3 separate regions of the Oryctolagus cuniculus genome follow, and all the other regions are linked to region 1. Evidence: chromatin contacts called from public Micro-C data. All regions are on one chromosome and are shown on one strand. The core of a region is the stretch at or near the end of the contact, and the rest is flanking DNA. Distances in the headings are between cores, read along the strand shown.

Region 1 (3,499 bases), core at 240-2,739:
CACCCTCCGCCCCGAGACTCGGCCCGGGGCGGCGCGCCGACCCCGCCCCGCCCGCCCCGGACACGCCCACCCGGCTGGGACACGCCCCCGCTCGCTTTTCCCCGCCCCCTGCCCTGCGCGGAGACCGCGGGCGGGGCCCGGGGAGGCGGGGCCCAAAGGGCGCCACGCCCCCTCTTAAAAGGACCCCCGCCCATTTTCAAATCCCCGAGGGCCCCTCTCCACCCACCACGCCCCTCCCCCGCCCCAGACGGGCCTTTCCTTTCGATCGTTCCTTAAAGGACCCGGACAGGAAAAGCCCCAAGCCCGAGAAGTCGTCCCTGCACGGTGCTGCAGGCAGAACCCGAGGTCACCCCGGCCCGGCTCCAGGCGTGGACGTTCGTCCCACTAATGGTCAGGTCCCTCCGGCCGCAGGGCGGATGGAGGACTTCGATCCTGCCAGGTCCATTAGCGCCCCCACCGCATCCTGCCTTCCCTCCCCAGGGGAACCCGAGGACGGGCTGTCCTTGGGACGCGGGGCCCAGGCTTTTCCCTCCGGCCCGAGTCTGCCTGCACCTGCCCACTGTCCAGCTTCGCCCACCGAGGCCCCCGAGAGTCCCGGACGCCCGCGCCCTCCCCCCCCTAGAAGGGTCCGCATCTCGTAAGTCCCCTCGAGGCGCCAGGATAAAAGGGAGCGGCCCTGCGGGCCCCCGGCCCCCAGCTCCTGCCTTCTCTGGAGCTGCAGGGGTGGGGTCTGGGCCCCAGAGGGACCGGAGGGCGCAGGGACACCTGCCGGCGGCTGCACCCGGTGGGTTGGTTTCGCGGCTCCGTGTGAGACCGGGGCTCGGCTCTGGTGGGACACCCAGCCCAGGTCAGCACCACGGTTGGGGCGGGGGTCTCAGCCCCAAAGGCTGGGCGGGGCGGGGCGGGGCGGGGGAAGAGCCAAGGTTTTAGGCTGAACTCGGGGTCCGGCTGCAGCTAGGGGAAACCGTCGGGGATCCGGAGTGAGCCTCCAGTGTCCTCGTGCGGAGGCGGAGGCGGAGGTCATAGGTCACAGGTCATCCTCGGGTCGCGATGTAACCTCCGTGGACCAGGAAGATTAGGAGAACGGGACAGGCCTCAACAGACTGCGTGTGTTTACCAAGAGCCAGAGCTCTGGCCGGGAGCCACGTCCCACAGGGTGAGAAGCGGAAGTCCGACCTTGGGGCGTGCTGGGAAATGTAGTTTCTGGGTGCTCGGTGGCCCTCGTCTGTTCCTGGCTGCATTCTGGGTAGTGTAGTCTTAGACCGTTAAGAGTTAGGTGGAGGAATTCCGCTTCAAGAGCAGGATGCCAGCTGCGCTCTAATTGGTTAGGCGGACTGCTTATCATGCTATATCCGGGACGATCTTTCTGGTGATTGGTGAGCGTGGGGGCGGGGCTACGTGGTATCACGTCTTCCATTCGGAACTGGTGCTGTCCGTCTGGTGTCACGTAGGCGCGGGTTTGAGAAGAGGCCATCGATGATTGGTTCAACGGGCTGGAAAGTCCGGAGAGCCTGGCCCCACCGTGCGGCGATTGGCTCCCCCGGAGGCGGGCCTGGGGGCGTCAGAGGCGGTGTCAGGGGAGGCGGCAGCTCCAGAGATGGCAGGGAGCGAGAGGAGGGGGCTCGGCCGCGGGAGCCCCGCGGAGTGGGGGCAGGGGCTCCTGCTGCTGCTGCTGTGGGGCAGCTGCTCCGGGCGCATCCACCGGCTGGCGCTGACGGTGAGGCCCGCCGCGGGACGGTCGGGGGCGGGGGGCGCGAGGCTGTCCCAGAGAAGCCCCCGGCTTAAGTGGTCTCGTCCGACCTCCCCCGCACCTTCTGCGGGATGGAGCGGCCCGGCGCCCCCCACTGCCGGGCGAGTGGTCCCGTCCCGAGATCCCCCTCTCTCCCTGCGGATGGAGCTGCCTGGCCGGCCCCGCCGGGATGGTGGGGGGCGGGGGGCGCCATCTCCTGGGACCCCCCCCTCCCCCGGCTCTTAGCCCTTTAAATTCCTGTGGCCGCTTTGGAGACGCTGGGGAGCCCTGGCGCCGCTCGAGGACCGAGGGGGTGGGGGTCCCTGGACGCTGCCTGGGGTCCCGGGCTCGTTCCGCAGCGGGGGGCGTCCAGGCGCCCCCCGATTGTCCTCCTGGACGCTCAGGTCCGCGCTCAGGGCATCCAGGGCCACGCTGTCCTCGGTCCCCCGGCACGGCCTCTCCTGACTCGCTCCCGGGCTGTCTAAGCACTGGGGCCCAGAGCCCCGTGGCAGGCGGGAAGCGGAAGTCTGAGCTGCCTCCCTGGTCTCCGGCAGGGGGAGAAGCGAGCGGACATCCAGCTGAACAGCTTCGGCTTCTACACCAACGGCTCCCTGGAGGTGGAGCTGAGCCTCCTGCGGCTGGGCCTGGAGGAGACGGGAGAGAGGTCCCCGCTGGTGAGGAGCTTGCCCGAGGAGGAAGCAGGTGCCACGCTCCAGAGCACGCCTGGCATGCACACACGCCAACACAGCCCCCAAGGCACGCACACACGCCAACACGCACCAGCACAGCCCACCAAGCCACATACACACACCAGTATGCACACACACGCTAACACAGCCCCCAAGTCACGTACACATGCCAACACAGCCCCCAAGGCACATACACACACCAACACGCACATATACGCCAACACAGCCCCAAGTCACGTACATACGCCAATACACACACACACCAGCACAGCCCCCAAGACACGCACACACACCAACACGCACCAGCACAGCCCACCAAGCCACATGCACACACCAACATGCACACACACGCCAACACAGCCCCCAAGTCACGCACACACGCCAACACAGCCCCCAAGGCACGCACACACGCCAACACGCACCAGCACAGCCCACCAAGCCACATACACACGCCAACACGCACATATACGCCAACACAGCCCACCAAGCCACATACACACGCCAATATGCACACACACGCCAACACAGCCCCCAAGGCACGCACACACACCAACACGCACCAGCACAGCCCACCAAGCCACATACACACACCAACATGCACACACACGCCAACACAGCCCCCAAGTCACGTACACATGCCAACACAGCCCCCAAGGCACATACACACACCAACACGCACATATACGCCAACACAGCCCCAAGTCACGTACATACGCCAATACACACACACACCAGCACAGCCCCCAAGGCACACACACACGCCAACACGCACCAACACAGCCCACCAAGCCACATACACACGCCAATATGCACACACACGCCAACACAGCCCCCAAGTCACGCACACACGCCAACACAGCCCCCAAGGCACGCACACACACCAACACAGCCCCCAAGGCACACACACACGCCAACACACACACATACGCCAACACAGCCCCCAAGTCACATACACACGCCAACACAGCCCCCAAGTCACGCAACACGCACCAGCACAGCCCACCAAGCCACATACACACGCCAATATGCACACACATGCCAACACAGCCCCCAAGTCACGCACACACGCCAACACAGCCCC
Region 2 (3,242 bases), core at 519-3,018, 150 kb after region 1:
GGTAAGAGACTAGGCGAAAGCGCGCAGGTGTGAGAGGAACCTCACACCTGGATGACGGGTGTGTGTGCAGGATCGCACCCAAACTTGTAGACGCTCGTGCAGGAGGGCACTCGGATGGGGCCTAATGAGAAGAGAGCGGTGTGCTACACACCTGGAGGGGAGCAGACCTGTGTAGCAGCCGCGTGCACGGATGTTCCCGTGGGAGGGCGCACGGGAGCCACCCGCGCTGAATCACATCCGCACGGAGCATGGCTGGATGGACGAATGAATCGGACAGCTGACTGACACGGTCTGGATTGGAATACACCTGTTTTGGAAAGACGAGCTGCATGGCTCGCCCACGAAGGGGGCATCCTTGTCGGGGGGTTGTTTCTGTGGGGGGTAGGAATCGGCAGAGGGGGGTTGGCTGGAGCAACACCTGTTGAGAAACATACCTGTGAAGTGAAAGGACCTGTGAAGTCGAGACGGGGAGCACCTGTATGGAGTCGAGCCCAGACGAGGAGACCTGGGGACATCCGCACAGGGACGCACAGAGTTGGGGAGGATCAACAGGACAAAGGTTTGCGCATACTGAGGCCCACCTGTCAGAGATGCACCTGTGAGAAAACACCTGTTTGGGAGAGCGCCATGGGAGAATCATCCTCGTCCCTCCAGGTCGGAGAGCACCTGCAAGAAACAGCTGTGAATGCAGTCATCCGCTAGGGAGCTTGGGACGCACCTGTCCCAGCACACACCTGTCGGAGCTGAGGCCAGACAGGGAGCCAAAGGTGCCCTCCCAGCTGCATCTCTGGATAAAGGCTGAGGATAATAACAAGACCCCCACCCCCAGGCGGAGGAACTCCTGGGTGAAAAGTGGCGGCTGACGGGTAACGGACCCCGTTTCTTGGGGACAGACAGCACCGCCTACCTTCCAGGGTCGAGGCGTGTGCGCCGCACTGGCTCGCTCAGGGTCGGCTACTGTGGTCACTCTTCGCGGTCCAGGGTTTCTGGCCGACCTCCCTCCTAAGGGTGAGTCCGAGAAAGCCAAGGACGGGACATTCAGCAGGTGCACGGAGCGCGGCCGGGTGGGGCCCCGCCCCCAGCGCGCAGACACCCGGCCCTGCTCCCCAGGCGTGCCCCGGACGCTGCTAAGACCTCCTCACGCCGGTCCCGAGGAAGCGGTTGGCCCGGTGTCTGGATCCCGCTGCGGCCCCTTTAAGACGGCCGGGCGGGCGCTGGGGCTGCGGGGTTCAAGGCTGCCCGGGCTCCGCGGGGAGGCCCCGCCCAGGTGGGAGGACGGGGAGGGGCGGGCGGGCGCCGCTCAGGCGGCTCTGGCCAATAGGAGAGCGACTTGGCCGCCGGGCCGCGTGTTGATCTTCCGTTTCCCGATCCGAGTGGGCTGAGAAAGCAGGCGCGCGGGCGGGATGAAGGGATTGAGGGAGAGCTTCGCGTTTTGATCTTCTGTTTCGGTGGCTCAGTAGGGAATACAATAAGCGCGAGCGGGCAGATAAAGCGCTGGATGGCGCAAGGCTCACGCGTACGTCAGGGAAAAGCGAGAACTTTAGTTCCTAAAGAGGATTAGTAAAGGAAGGAGGTCAGGTGGAAGGAGATTACGAAACCCAACCCCGGGGCATCTACTTTGCTAGTTCCCTTGGGGTAAAGGAGAAGTGGGTAAACTGAGGCAGCAGAGGCTGAAACTCTGGTGTTCCCTCGGCTGTGCAGCACCGGAGCAGCTGAGGCTCCCCTCCCCACGCCCCCAGCTCCGCCCTCGGCCCCCTCCTTCCCGTCCCCCCCCCCTTTCACCTCACCAATGCGGGCCGGGGGAGGAGACGTAAGATCTGGCGCGGGCGGCGACGGCTAGCGGTTATCACCTCCCGCAAGTGCCAGAGCCCGGCGGGCCGCGCGGAGGCTGCGCTGCCCGTGGCCGCGGAGCTGGCCCTGCGGGGCCCCGGGGGGGAGGGGAGCCGCCAAGCCCCCGCCGAGGCCGCCGCTGCCGGGCCTCCCCTCCCCCCCCGGGCGGGCGCCATGCGGGGGGGCGCAAGCGACGCGGAGCGGCGGCAGCGCTGGGGTCGCCTCTTCGAGGAGCTGGACAGTAACAAGGATGGCCGCGTGGACGTGCACGAGTTGCGCCAGGGACTGGCCAGGCTGGGCGGGGGCGACCCAGACCTCGGCGCCCGACAGGTACCCCCTGCTGAGACGACACACATACACACACCCTCCCCCACTTCCCCAATCTGCGCACGGGGACGCGCGGCCGGCCGCCAGGACCACCTGTGGCTGGCCCTGGGACCTCCTGCTCTCTCCCTGCCCCCTGCACCCTGCACCCTGGGTCTGGCCTGCGACTGCACCCCCCCTCCCCAGGGCCTGGAACTCCCTGCCCCACTGCCCGGGATACACCCTCCTGTGGACCTGCAGGGCTCCCGGAGCCGCGCCCCAAACCCACCTCGGAGAGACACGCCCTCCGCGGCCGTCCTCTGGGCTCCCAGCCTCTGTTTACCTGGCCTGGCCTGCCCACTCCCGGGCCTGGCTCGCTGCCCCGGGTGCCCCAGGCAGGAACCCAGTGCTGTCTGCGGAGGCCGGCCCGAGGCAGGAACCCCCCCCCCAGCCCCAGCCCCCTCCCACTTTGCAGGTGTCTTCCATACCTGTGGCCCCAGGTGCCCCTGTAGTCTCTTCACAGCCCCTTACACAGAACTCCCACCTGGCTGGCGGTGGCCCAGGGACTCTCTGAGAGGGAACTCCTGAGGCTACCACGTGGACGGGCTTTGCTAAGGGGCAGCTAGCTGGACATGCTTGGCAGACAAGAGCCCAAGGTCATCGCCTCCCAGCCCTGTGACCTTGAATGAAAGGCCTCAGTTTGCTGGCTGGAGCCGGGCGACACACCTAGCACACATCTTGTGGTCTTGGGCTTCCGGGAAGAAGTGAGCTTCTGGGGCGAGCGGGTGTGTCCCCCCCGGCCCTTCCTCTAGGCGCTGGGGGGCTCCCGGCTTGCCCCTCGGCAGGCGGCAGTCTCCTGGAGCTCTCTCCCCGTCTGTCTCCTTCCCTTCCCGGCTGCCAGGCCATCTCCCCCGAGGGTGACGCTGACCCAGATGCAGGGCTCAACCTGGAGGAATTTTCCCAGTACCTGCAAGAGCGGGAGCAGCGCCTGCTGCTCATGTTCCACAGCCTTGACCGAAATCAGGACGGTCAGTAAGGCCCACGGGCCGGGCCGCGGCGATGGGGGCGGGGGCTGGCCTTGCTGGGCAGCGAGGGGAGGGCTAGAGTCC
Region 3 (3,521 bases), core at 295-2,794, 200 kb after region 1:
CAGGGTCTGGCCAGGGCCAAAGGCCACCGCCTGCACACGCTGCAGGATGGCCCGGCTGGCCTCTGACCAGCGCGCCTTCTCCGTCTCCCGGAAGCCATGGATGGCCTGACAGAGGGCTGGGGGTCAAGCCTGGGCCTCTCGGGGGGAGCCCATCCGTGCCACGGCCATCACCCTATCTGGGTTTCAAGTGGGTACCCCGACCCCTGCCCCGGGCGCAACCGGGTCTGACCTCAGTGCTTTGAACCCACTCTCGCGGCTCGGATCCCCGGTCCCCAGTGCCGGCTCTGCCCACGAAGTCCCCTCTGCCCCTAAACGCTGACCCTTCCTCATCTTGCTCCACACCCGTTTCCGCCCCTAACCTTGGACCCAAACCCTCGGTTCCCAATCCGGCCTCCAGTGCCACTCCGACCCCGCCCCTGCCACTGCCCGGATCCCGGCCTCAATCCCGCCCTGGCCCCACCCACAGCCCAGGCCCCGCCCTCAGCTGCCCTAACCCGTGTTTGCCTCCAGCCCTGGCCCCGCCCCCGCCCCCGCCCGGGTCCCCGGCCTCAATTCCGCCTGGCCCCACCCACAGCCCAGGCCCCGCCCCAGCCGCTCTAACCCGGGTTTGCCCCCAGGACAGGCCCCGCCCCCGCCGTGGTCCCGCCCCTTCCGGCAGCCTCACCGCGTCCCAGTGATCGTATTCGTAGCGGCGGCGGCGCAGCTCGGGCTCCAGCTCACGGCTCAGCGTCTCCTCCTCGGCTGCGCTCAGGAAGCCCGGCCGCACCACGGCCGCATCCCGCAAGCGGCTCACCACGGCGGGGCTGGAACCCCGTACCCAGCCCGGCACGGGCAGCGTCCGCAAAGCCAGCCGCCCACTCCCGGCCATCGCTCAGGAGCCGGGTCGTGAAAGCGGCGGGCCTCGGGGTAACGCCCTCTCCCCAGAGCCATTGGCTGTGACTGCGCCGGGCCTCTTCAGCGATTGGCTTTCCGTGGAGTCCCGCCTCTCGCTCACGGCTACTGGCTGCTGCTCGCTCGCCCTTTCAAGCCATTGGCTTCCTCCAGAGCCCGCCTCCTCTCCTGCGCTATTGGTGCTATTGACCGCGGCCGCTAAGGCTATTGCCTATGCAGCAAGTCCGTCAGCGGCAGACCCTGACTCCGCCTCTTTTATCAGAGGTGGGAGGGTCCAACCCAGCGGGTGGACACCGGGACTGCGTGTTGGGTGCCGGGACTGGACTTGGCCTGGGAGCCAAGGTCATAGGATTTGAGCCAAGGTCAGGGTTATGGGGTTGGCCCCAGAGTAAGGGCAGGATACAGTTAGGGCGAGCTGAAGGGGTCAAAGGTACGAGGGTCAGAGGACTGATGTCAAGGTCACGATGATGGGGTGGGTCAAGTTTTTCGGGAGTTGGGGTCAAAGGTCAAAACGAGGTAGCATCCGTTTCCCTCTCAATATTATTCTGGTTTGAAAATGTCATTGTGGTTCTCTTTTTTTGACGATTCCTTGTTGCTTAGGCATGCCTAATGAAATATTTAGATTAAACAGGACCTGGGATTTGTTCTAGGGCGTGGATGGCGGGGAGAATCGGAAGCAGCCCCGGAGCTACCCTGCACCCACGCGGCGGCCTGGATGGAGCTCCTGGCTCCTGGCTGTGGCCTGGGAAGTCAACCAGTAGATGGAAGATCCTCCTCCCTCTCTGCCTTGAAAATAAAAAAATGGAAAAAAAAAAAAAAAAAAAAAAAAAAACCTAAACAGAAGCAGGCATGAATGGATTGTTGAACTGGCGGGATGGGCCCCCGGGGCTCCACTGTCCTCTTTTTCTCTGTGTATTTAGTGTTCACAGTGAACAGTTCAACAAATGTAACCAATGAATACAGCCCCCCAAACGCCCTGAATTCATTCGTTATATATAATTCATTTAAAAAAAAAAAACAACTATTTATTTGAAAAGCAAAGCAACAGAGAGAGAGCTCTTCCAACCACGGTCACTCCACAAACGGCTCCGAGAAGAGCCAGGGCTGGGCCAAGGCTGAAGCCGGGCGCCTGGAGCTCCATCTGGTGTCTCTCATGGGTGGCAGGGGCCCACGGGCTCCCGCACAGGCCATCTGTAACACAGCCTTTAAAACCCAGCTGGGGGCTGGCGCTGTGGCGTAGCGGGTAAAGCTGCCACCTGCAGCACCGGCATCCCATATGGGATCCCGGCTGCTCCACTTCCCATCCAGCTCTCTGCTGTGGCCTGGGAAAGCAGTGGAGGATGCCCAAGTCCTTGGGCTCCTGCACCCACATGGGAGACCCAGATGGAGCCCCTGGCTCCTGGCTTCGGATCGGCGCAGTCCTGGCCATTGCGGCCATCTGGGGAGTGAACCAGCGGATGGAAGACCTCTCTCTCTCTCTGTGTAACTCTTTCAAATAAATAAATAAAAATCTAATAACAACAACAAAAAACCAGCTGGAACCCAGGGGCTTCCCACTGATCTTTAGCTCCAAGTTCTCCACTTGCTGCTCAAGAATGAGTCAGGTTGTTTTTTAAAAGATTTATTTATTTATTTATTTCAAAGATACTGGGAAAGGGGGTTGGAGGGAAGGAGGGGGAGAGAGAGAGAGAGGGGTCTTCCATCCACTGGTTCACTCCCCAAATGGCCGCAACAGCCATAGCTGAGGGGACCCGAAGCTAGGAGCCAGGAGCTTCTTCTGGGTCTCCCCGGTGGGTGCACCTGGGCCGTTCTCTACTGCTTTCCCAGGCCACAGCAGGGAGCTGGATTGGAAGTGGAGCAGGCCAGGATGAGCTCGTTAACCCTACTTTTATTTGTTCTCTCCCATGGCCCCTGGCCTCTGCGTGGTTCCCCTCTCACGTCCAGCAGCCCTGCCCCAGGGCCTTTGCACTGGCTGTGCCCCCTGTTCTTTCCCAAGATACTGACCCTGGCCCACCTCCCCGCCTCAGCAAGGCTGTCCCTGACCCCACCCATAAAACCGGAACCCTCTCCCCTCCCTGCAGGTGGCTTTCCCTCTTCTCAGGGCCCCACAGGGAGGCGCTGCAGTCGCCCAGCAAAGACCACAAAGATTTAATTTAAAATCACAGTGTCTCGGGCCGGCCGCCTGCCAGTCGGGGCAGCCAGGAGTGCAAAGTCCCTTGCAGGCAGGCTCCGGGCTGCCCTCACCGGCAGCGTGGGGCCCCTCAGGTCCTCGGGTGGCGGGCTCTGTGCCGGTTTCACAGGCTCAGGGGCTGGTGGGGGCGGGAGGCTCCGTGGGCACCGCGGGCGGCTCCTTCTGCACCAGCTCGGGCTCGTCCTCGCCGTCCTGGGGAGGGTGGACCAGGACCTTGTCCAAGATGCCGAACTCCTGGGCCTCCATGGGGCTCATGTAGCGGTCCCTCTCCATGGCCGACTCTGCGGGACGGGGGAGGCAGCACACGGGTGCGTGAGAGGCCAGGCCCGGGCCCTGTGTCCCTTCCGCCCCCACCCCCAGGGGATGATGTCAGGAGGCGGGGCTTTGGGAGGTGACTGGGCCCTCGGTGTCTTGGCTCAAGGGGAGGCAGAGGCCAGGG

Evidence for each region. A called contact is a pair of places that touch in the nucleus more often than the background predicts.
Region 2: a contact with region 1 is called in a Micro-C map of ear pinna, with 5 times the contacts expected there. The contact joins the promoter of SLC25A23 here to the promoter of TRIP10 in region 1. A contact is called at or near these places in 2 of 6 Hi-C or Micro-C datasets (ear pinna and psoas muscle).
Region 3: a Micro-C map of ear pinna shows a contact between it and region 1, with 4 times the contacts expected there. The contact joins the promoter of ALKBH7 here to the promoter of TRIP10 in region 1. A contact is called at or near these places in 2 of 6 Hi-C or Micro-C datasets (ear pinna and an unstated tissue).

What each region holds. Positions count from the first base shown.
Region 1 is chr16:60,900,540-60,904,038 of mOryCun1.1, reverse strand. TRIP10 (thyroid hormone receptor interactor 10) reads right to left here and starts at 1,489. Exons shown (of 14, transcript XM_051829292.1): 1 at 1,118-1,489. The coding sequence starts at 1,474. GPR108 (G protein-coupled receptor 108) reads left to right here and starts at 285. Exons shown (of 18, transcript XM_070058778.1): 1 at 285-847; 2 at 2,284-2,403.
Region 2 is chr16:60,755,604-60,758,845 of mOryCun1.1, reverse strand. It overlaps SLC25A23 (solute carrier family 25 member 23), which reads left to right and starts at 1,768. Exons shown (of 11, transcript XM_051828999.2): 1 at 1,768-2,160; 2 at 3,035-3,161. The coding sequence starts at 2,005. CRB3 (crumbs cell polarity complex component 3) reads right to left here and starts at 1,547. Exons shown (of 9, transcript XM_070058765.1): 1 at 1,135-1,547; 2 at 908-1,002; 3 at 435-596; 4 at 152-307.
Region 3 is chr16:60,696,342-60,699,862 of mOryCun1.1, reverse strand. It overlaps ALKBH7 (alkB homolog 7), which reads right to left and starts at 1,544. Exons shown (of 4, transcript XM_070058760.1): 1 at 665-1,544; 2 at 1-105. The coding sequence starts at 868. It overlaps CLPP (caseinolytic mitochondrial matrix peptidase proteolytic subunit), which reads right to left. Exons shown (of 7, transcript XR_011382826.1): 6 at 3,136-3,363; 7 at 2,500-2,732. It overlaps LOC138845627 (a long non-coding RNA gene), which reads left to right and starts at 1,114. Exons shown (of 2, transcript XR_011382828.1): 1 at 1,114-1,253; 2 at 1,542-1,932.